Linked DNA regions of Gossypium arboreum: regions 1 and 3 are each linked to region 2. The links are chromatin contacts, called in public Hi-C maps. All regions are on one chromosome and are shown on one strand. The core of a region is the stretch at or near the end of the contact, and the rest is flanking DNA. Distances in the headings are between cores, read along the strand shown.

Region 1 (3,204 bases), core at 368-2,867, 860 kb after region 2:
TTAAAAACAAGGTTTCTTACCTTAGAAAAAAGCCTTTAGGAAAGAAAGGAAGTGGCAATGGCCGTTCCTTAATATCCATGGGCTTTTATGTTCCATATCCAACTGATCCGATCTATATCTCATATCCCTGTTTTTGGATTTGATTTGTCAAGAAAAGAAATTAATACTAAATTATGTCATTGTGTATTTTCTTGATTGATATGAATATTATTATTAGTGTAAGATTAATATGAATATTATTATTATTAATGTAAGAGTATGTAAATTTAAGTGTAGTTAAATTCATCATAACTTATTTATCTTTTTTCTTTATTTTTATTTTATAAAATGGTTAAGTTTCATCTTTAGTCACTCTAATATGTTTAAATTTGATATTTAATCTACACATTTTAATTTTTATCATATTTTTTCCATATATTTTATAACATTATTAATTATTTCAAAAATTTAATATGGTTAAACCATTACATGATTATATATAATTAAAATATTACATAATTATATATAATTTAAATACCCTAAGGGTCTTAAAATAGATACATGACTTCTTATTTCTTTTAGATTACGTAAATGTTTATTTTTTTGGCGTTTTAAAAGATAGTTAAATTTTAAATTTGATCTCTCTGTTATGCTTAAATTTGATATTTAAGCGCTACACTTTTATTCTAATGTAATTTGATCTTGTAATTTTGTAATGTAATTATTAATTAGTCCAAATAATTAATATCATTGATTTTTCAATTATAACACTACGTGATTATAATAATTTGAATACTCTAATGTTCTTAGAGATAGATACATCGCTTTATTTATTTTAAATTTTTCGTGCTTCTTTTTCTATATTATAAAACAATGATTAAACCTGAATTTTAACCTTTATACTATGTTGATATTTGCGATTTAATCTATATATCTTATTTTCGACATAATTTGATTATTATACATTTATAATGTCATTAGTTAGTCTAAATATTTAGTCCTCTTAACTATTTCAATCAAAATGCTTATGTCAAATTTTCTTTAGAACACTATTCGATACAAAATAATATTATCAAAGACAAGTTCGGATGAATGTGTTTAAGAAAAATCTATATAAACATTTTTAATGTTATTTTTGTTGTTATATGATTATCAAATGATTTTTTTAATTTCAAAATACTACACCAATAAAATTAATAGAAATTTAATAGTAACAATATTTGAATCTAATTTTTAAATAAAAATAGATAGTTTAAAATTTAAAATAGAGTAAAATTATAGTATATTTTAATTTTTAAATTTGTATTCCTAATTTAACACAAAAATCATATTTGTTTTTATAAAGGGAAGGTCATACACTATTTTATATCACATGCCTTTTTCCTTAATATTTTTGCCCAATAAAAAATAAAATTTTAATATTGATCTCTCTACATCATTAAAATTTAGGATTTAGTCCATATTAATTATTTTAACAAATATATATTACAAATTTAGTATACATTTAATAAATAATTATAATTAACAATTGGTGTTATGTAATAAATATGTTTACAGGAAATTGATATAAATAACAAAATTATAAAAGATGGAAAAGGGTTTAAATTTTATTTTTTATAAAAATAAATTGTGATAACTGATTCATATCACGTCAAATTATGATCAGGAAATAAAATACACTGGTTCGTGCCTTTTACTAAAAAACCTATCCCTAAACCCATTATTTCTTTTTTATCAGAGCCTCTAAACCCTTTCAGGCTTTCTGTTTGTTTCTCCTCCTATCCAGAATCCAATATTAATTTGCAGCAAAGGGTTCAAAGGGAAATGCAGAGGTGCTTGTTGTCTTCTCCTCCTACTAGTAATTGTGCAGCACTGCGTCTTCACCCGTCGTTGATGCCAAAGGTTCTTTTTCTATCTCTCATTCATTCTTTTTTCTTTTTCTGGATTACTGAAAATTAGGTCTTTCCTTTTCTTGTGTCTTAGTTTTTACCATATCATGCACTTTTTTATCAGCAATAATATTTATGTGCTCTTAGCTGTTTGATTGTATAAACTGATTGTGCATTGGTGTTTCAGTTTCAGCTCAAGGTTGTTAAACTTATTTCTTCAATACCATCTCACCCTAGATTTAAGAAACTCAGACCCCCTTCAAGCCTCATGCCTAGCTATCCGAATTTCGCAACTCTTCACAGTGCCTTTACATTTGCTTTGCCGCCCAACCACATAACTTACACACTACCTCGGAATAGAAATGTAATCTCTACATGTGTGACTCCCCAGGCTATGCGATCAACCTCAGCTTTTGTGCCTCTTTTCAAAATGTTTTTTTCTCACTCCCCTCCAGTGGCAACTAAGAACGATGGTATGAGTGTTAGAGATGGAAAGAGTAGTGGCTTCAGCTTCAGACGGTTTCATAGGCATTGGAAGAAGCTAAAGGGAGTGGCTGCTCTCAAAGGGGACAAGGCTGCACCTTTTGAGTCACCTGCTTCAACTTCACTGCTTAACAGTGCTAAACCGGACTCTACTTCAAATTCACTGGTTAACACTGCTAATCCAGACTCTACTTCTACTTCATTGGTTATCAATGCTAAGCCAGAATCTAAAGCTAGTCTGAAAAAGAAAAAGCAGTCGAGAAGCAAGAACAAAAAGGAACAGGTTTCTAGCACTGTTGTTTCAGAGGAAACACCTGTGGCGAAAAGCTCTAAAACTTCTTCTCTAGTAGGGACTTCAAATATTAGCAAAAAAAATGGTCAGCGTCTGAAACAGACTTCAGAGGTTAGCAGCGATTAAATGCTAAATAGAATTTGGATATTTTGGGCTTTCAATATGCATACAAATTGTATACGCAGACACACATATATGCACTATTTTCATCTGCGTGTCTGTGCATGGTTTCAGATCTTGTAAATATTTTGCTAACAATGCATTCTTCCAGAAAATTTCAACTGGCAACTTACTTACTGAAGCTCCTGATGGTTCTGCTTCAACCAAGAAGCAATCCAAAAAGAATAGTACAGGCTCAGGCAGAAAAAGGCAGCCAGTGGCAGATGTTCATGAGCCAGTTCAGAAACAGGTGCAGAAAAATATATCTCAACGAGAAAAGCCGCTGAAGCAGCTATATCCTCCCACTGTGAAGTCTGTTATGGTGGTTGAATCTGTCACAAAGGCGAAGGTTATACAGGGCTACCTTGGTGATATGTTTGAAGTCTTGCCTAGCTACGGTCA
Region 2 (3,088 bases), core at 297-2,796:
TGCAATCATAGATGGATATAGATCAAATAATTACAAGGAAAACTTTTGGCTTCTGACAATTTCACAGGGTTCATAAAGGTACCAAAAACAGTATGGTATGAAGGGTTTGAGAACAGATTAAATTCTTATAAAGGTGCACTTCTTCCTTGAAACGGTCATGATAATAAATTACCTGAAGTTGGTAACACAGACTGAGCGAATTCCAGCTTCAGCAGCGGTTCGGCATGCAACTGGAACAACATCTGAAACCTGTTTTCATTCACAGCAAACTTCGTTTTAATTTGGAAGACATGTTAAATATGATACAATTCTATGCCTCTTTTCCTTTTATTTTTATTAAAAGGTTAAATCAAAGACTCAGTGTCCCAATTTGATTCACACACTTGAAGGAAAACCAGAATACAAACCACTAAGTCAGCTTTGATGGAGTGGAGCCACTCTACTTCTGTTGCTAAAATAGAATCCCGAGGTCGGACAGCTGTTTCAGAATACTAATATATATAGAAATTAGAAAATATCCAACTAAAAAAGTACAAACAAGGGGGAGAAGGGGAAGGCAATAATAGCACGTAAATTTAAGTAGGTAGATACGGTAGAAACTTTTCAGATAATATGGAACTGAACTCAAGCTATAATATGGTTATGTTGGGAACATGACAATGTTGTAAAAATAAAATAAAATAATTAGAATTTATAACTACAAAAGGGCTTGAAATACCTTCTGCAGGGAGGCAAGACGATCCACGGTCAATGCATCTGCCTGAACTGCTCCACAGTCTAAAACTAGCTGATAATGTCATAGAGAGAAACATAGTAAAACAGATTCGACCATAATTTTGCAGCACAGATAAAGACAACTGTTGAAGTTCTTTAATCCCTAACACATTCACCACTATTATGTTTAATTAAATGAAAAAGGAGAGAACCTTGCGAAGGAAGAGGCGAGGGGACTGAATTTCAGAAGTGTAAACGAAGTCAGGTGCACCGGTAACAACGTGCACATCATGCCCCGCTGCAATCAGATTTCGAACAACCTATAACAATCAATAGGCAGAAATGATAATTGGATCTAAAGGTTTCGAGGGATTAGACAGAATTAAGGACAAAAAGAAAAACCTCTACAACACGAGTGGCGTGGCCGAAGCCATGACCGGTGACATAATAGGCAAAGATGAGGTGATTGATGGATGCAGATTCTCCTCCATTCTCTTCGATCCTCATATCTACCACCACTTTTTGTTTTTTTTTTGAATCACTTCCTTCGTGTTTTGATCAAAATTTCGAGAGAAGTTTGTTTCAATTTAATAAGGAGAGGGGGGCCTATACAAATATGATGACCAATTATTAATAATAGTAATAAATAAAAAGAATTTTTCTTTCCTTAATTAGTTGGATCAAATTTCTCAACTCACAAGGGAAGTTTGTTTCAATTTAATAGTGAGAGAGATGCACACAAACATGTGAGACGGCTACACAAGAGACAGAGTTGAGACGCAAACAAATTCAGAGACAAATAGACTACCGGATAAAGATGATGTCAATTATTAATAATAGTAAGAAGAAAAGGGATAAAGATGATAGTCAATTATTAATAATAGTAATAAGAAAAGGTATAACCAAAGTTTAGTCTTTAAATTTGACAACTTTTTTAATTTTATCTTTGAATTTCTCGTCACTCTATGTTAGTTCAGGAATAACTATTCTCAAATAATTTTTAAATATCAAAATGTATATTTATTATAATATTAACTTGTGATTTCATAAAATTTTAAAGTTATCATATTGCGAGGTAAAGTGTATACGTCTTTTCTTTTCTTTCTATCCTTATTTTTAGAATCGCTACATTATAATCTAAACATTTTATAAAAACAAAAACATTTTATAAAAACAAAATAATATTTTAGGTGATGACGTATCATAATATTAGAGTATCATGTCATCATATAGATCAAAATTAAAATATATATATCAAATTCTATATCGATAAATAAAATATTCTGAGACTAAATTGAAAATTTATCAAATTTAAAAGTCCAATGTTACTTTACCCCATAAATAAAAGATAAAAGATGATGAGAAAAAGACTTAAAACGTTTTTTTTTTCTATTTTGATGGAAAAACTAAAAGTTTATTTATATTGTTATTAACTTTTTGGTTATAAAGTTTGATATACTATCCCAATCAACTAAAAACCATACAAATTATTGCTACTGTCCTAGTAGCTTTCTGTTTTGAAATTGTTATTTATATTAATATTTGAGCTTTTAATAATTTTATATAAATATTGATTTTTTTATTCTAAAACGTTTAATATGAAAATTGATTTGTTAATTTGTAAAAGACCTAGCCATGATGACCTTCGATTTCTTTCTCATACGTTAATGCGTTTTATCCAAATTCGAACATTCGACCAATTAACGGAAGTTTTTTTTATAAATGAGCCATTCTTTTACAATAGTACGTTTAATATATATATATATATATTATTATTATAGCAGCCACTTTTTCTTTTTTGAAAAGAAATATCATAGTAGCCCTTTGACTTTTTTATTAAAACATTTTTGCTCAAATTTTAATTATAGAATTTGTTTTCATGAATTTAATACCAAATAATTTATTTGATTGAGTTATTGATATACTAAGGGACTTAATACTGTTATAAATTTTGCATCCTTCCACTTTTTATATAAAAATCAAATAAATATTAAGTTGAAACTATTGAATTTAAATTTTCGACAATCTCTCTTCGCCTCTTTTTATTAAAAATAAAATTTTGAAGTTTCCTTAGTCTTATAAATCTTAAATTTTCAAATTCTAAAATTTTCATAAAATTAAAATAGAGTATTTATAAAATAAATAATGTCTACACCGTTTGAACTGTATCTATTTTTTTCTCTATTTTTGTTTGTATAAAATCTGTTTTGTTTCTTTATTTTCCCAACTTGGAGACATTTTATTGCATTAGCGGATAAATGTCAAATAACTACATATCTGGCACGCAACTCAACTCATCCAAACAACACATTTTCTTTTATTTTTAAATTAATTTCATCAAACATCTTTAAACTATAGTTCAGATTTTAAATTG
Region 3 (3,316 bases), core at 589-3,088, 620 kb after region 2:
AATATGATTAAAAAAATGTTAAGATTCGCCTCCAAAAGCATTAAAGCCATTTCCAGCATGCAGTCTCAAGCATGGAAACATCATACAAATCACTAACTTTCGAGTAAGAAAAGACTATCCTTGGCAATATTAAACCTGATAAAAGCAACATAATTCACAATATAATATCAGCCACCAAAAGTATTGTCAGGGGTGGGGGGATAATCCTCGTATTTTTTTTATTTTGGCACATAGTTAGCCCATGCTCAAAAACCCATATTTCAGGATTCACCCCAGATATAAATATCAACAGCTGCTACCATTTAATGACATAAACAACAAAAAGATACATTGGAGCCTTGATCTTTAGTAACAGCAGGAAAATTGTGTAAGATATTGAACCGAGTTACTTACACATCCTTGTGAAGCTTACAAATGCAGAATAAGCAACAGACGAAAAAGCAGGCAAAAGGAACATTGGCAAAACTCGAAATGCCCTCATCTTCCAGTTCAAGTCCACAGATCTTGTTGTCATGATGGCATAAGAAACTGCAACAACCTGTAAATTGATAAGAAAATTCTCATGAGGACCCATCCGGAAGCAAGTTCTTTGACAAGGTAGAAAGCTATTCAAAGTATATGCCGTTTTATTTTTGCCCTTAAAAAAGGCCATTTTGGCAGCACTTATTTCCGGAAGGTGTTGATAGAATAATGGTTGGATTCAGACGTAAATATAAGATGCACAAATGAACCATGGATGGAAAAGATTAAAGTTTGTAAGGCAATATATACAAAAAGGTTGGACGCAGAGTATGAGAATCACCAATTACATCTAGCATGAGCTTTTCCAAATGACGAAGAGCAACAGCATGCACATGAAAATGAAATAGAATAGTAAAATTACGTTCCCATAGAAAATTGATTTTCAAAACTAGTAATACTGCTACTACTGTGAGGGTTGCAGATTGACAGAGAGATAGAGTGAGGATGGTAAGGGACGGGGTACCTCCAAAATGACAGAAAAGGCAATGAGATTCCGAATCATTCTCCTCCAGGTCTGGGATCTTCTTTTCATTCTCGAGAGGACAGCGGCCTCTTCCTTGGAAATGTGTTCAAGCCTCTTCTCGAAATCGTCCCCGTGAATCCTAAAGATTGCATTCCAAATGCGGGAGAGAAGTCCCTTGCCTTTCTTCTTTACCACCGGCAGCGGGGGACTGGATTCTTTGGTTTCACCGTCTGGAATGCCTTTGTCCTCCGCCATGACTCACTGTTGACTTCTCAAACACAAATAAAACTATTTCAAACACGTATAGAAATAAGTTGAGAGAATATGGAGGGTCATTTCATTTCCGATTCAGCATGTAGGGATTGGAAATAAGGAGGAAATACCTGGAAAGTCTCTTCTCTTCTCTGCTCTGCTCTCCTTGTTTTCTTATTATTATATTAATGAGATATAAATATGATACAATAAAATCTATGATTGAGATCAAAGTTGCAGATCTGATCTTCTTCTTCTTCTTCTTCTTCTTCTAATTTAATCGGTGTTGGATGATAGCAAAACAATTATGGTTTTTGTTGAAAAAAGAAAAAACGCGGATTTCAGAGTCTCCTTTTTTAACTTCACGATACCTAAACTCTACCTCCAAGTAATCAACCATCTTCATCTATTTATTTTACTATTACTCTTCTCTAACCTCTCTTTCTTCTAGATAATTTTTATTTCTGTTTCTGTATTACGATTTTGATTTTTTTTTTTTACATTCTGGATTATGTTGGTGAATTTAACAAATAATTCTACTGTGTATTTTAGTGGTATGTATGGAAAAATATTAGCTGACCTTGAAATCCATGATTGTTTGGTATATAAGTAATCAATCACAAATTCACTCAAATAAATATTTGAAATTTTTAATTAAAATATAATAATAAAAGAAATGTTTTTTTTTTTTTTGAAATATTGATGTAGAGGGGAGGAGCTCCAAGATACTTGCAGTAAAACTGTAAAAGAATAATTTATGGTCTAGATGAAAACATGAACCACTAGCCCCCATGGATCTAACATCGGAATCCGGTCAATTCTTAAGTACATAGCCAGCCGAAAATATGAAAGGAAAGGTGATGCGGGATAAATTAAATTGTAACTAGAAGCATTTAAGGAGGTAGCCGAGTCACCATGTTGTAGTTTGAGTTAAAAGAGAGAGAATAAAGGTAAGGTGGAGGGAGAAGGTTGACACAACCGAGTATCTAGAGTTAAACCACCCCCCTCCCCTTTTTTTTTTTAGAGTGGAAGCTATATACATCGATATGTGTCTTTGTTAGTGACTTTACTTCTAGGTGTGCTATTGATGTTGATTGACCTATGTGTCATTTCATGGGTCTTTAGAGTCTCATAGTAATGAGTCAACGAACTTATAAATGGTGTGTGAGACATGATGATGTTTTTTCTTTAAATAAGATAATAGGCTTTAAAGAGATAAATAATTAGTGAGGTCTCCACTTGAGTGAAGTGGAGCAGGGTGAAGTGTATAACAATTGTACTCCTTAAGTCAAGGTGAAAGTTGTAAAGTGACATTCCTTAAAAACTAGAAAGTTTTTTTTTTATCTTTGTTCGCCTTTCTTTTGTCCTTCCTCTCTAGCAAAGTGTTGGCAAAGGGGATTTTCATAAGATTATCGTTATGTTGCAAGATAGTTGAGCATGGAATCACTTGTGGTTATGGAGTAAGGGGACAGTTGAACGAGCAAGCATATATTGTTTCATTCACCCACGTCATCCTTTTAATTTACTGTAGTGAACAAGTGTGAAGCTATGATTTGTCGAAGGAATTGGCAAATATTAAGACAATTCTTGGAAGAGTCACTCTAAGGACTTCATAAATTGGTAAGGGGAATAGGTAAAAGTTCATTTGGCCTTCATTTGTTTTAAAAGGTTTTTATTTTAGCAAGTTGTCTGTGTGCTCGAATATTGGTCTTTTAGTTCGCAATGTTTTGTATTGTGGGTGAATGATTTGTTGTAGTGAGGGATTTTATTTTCTTTTAGTATTTTAATGTTTTTCTTTTGTTTTATATGTAATGACCCAGATTTCATTAGTGTTAAGAAATTCGATTTTGGGTGGATTTTTTAAACCAAGCCATTCCGAGAAGAAAAAATGAGAGGTTTTCAAGAATAGGTACAATATAGGATTAGAGTGTCATTTGTTTGTAATTAGGTGATTAATTAGAATTATTAAGGGGTTTATTTACAAAGTTTAGTAAATAATTATTATGGACTAAATTGTAAGATTGGCAAAATTAGTGGGGTCAATGTGTGAATATTAGAAAATATGATTTAACATATTAG

What was found. A called contact is a pair of places that touch in the nucleus more often than the background predicts.
Region 1: a Hi-C map of leaf shows a contact between it and region 2, with 5 times the contacts expected there. The contact joins the promoter of LOC108486102 here to the promoter of LOC108486243 in region 2. A contact is called at or near these places in 2 of 5 Hi-C or Micro-C datasets (both in leaf).
Region 3: a Hi-C map of leaf shows a contact between it and region 2, with 3 times the contacts expected there. The contact joins the promoter of LOC108483913 here to the promoter of LOC108486243 in region 2. A contact is called at or near these places in 2 of 5 Hi-C or Micro-C datasets (both in leaf).

The regions. Positions count from the first base shown.
Region 1 is chr6:88,335,898-88,339,101 of ASM2569848v2, reverse strand. It overlaps LOC108486102, which reads left to right and starts at 1,617. Exons shown (of 22, transcript XM_053029530.1): 1 at 1,617-1,881; 2 at 2,260-2,754; 3 at 2,915-3,204. The coding sequence starts at 1,804. It overlaps LOC108486378, which reads right to left and starts at 149. Exons shown (of 4, transcript XM_017790416.2): 1 at 1-149.
Region 2 is chr6:89,191,259-89,194,346 of ASM2569848v2, reverse strand. LOC108486243 (L-arabinokinase-like) reads right to left here and starts at 1,546. Exons shown (of 30, transcript XM_017790194.2): 1 at 1,413-1,546; 2 at 1,117-1,320; 3 at 927-1,034; 4 at 719-787; 5 at 408-491; 6 at 173-249. The coding sequence starts at 1,221.
Region 3 is chr6:88,571,556-88,574,871 of ASM2569848v2, reverse strand. LOC108483913 reads right to left here and starts at 1,838. Exons shown (of 6, transcript XM_017787453.2): 1 at 1,369-1,838; 2 at 986-1,253; 3 at 394-538. The coding sequence starts at 1,240.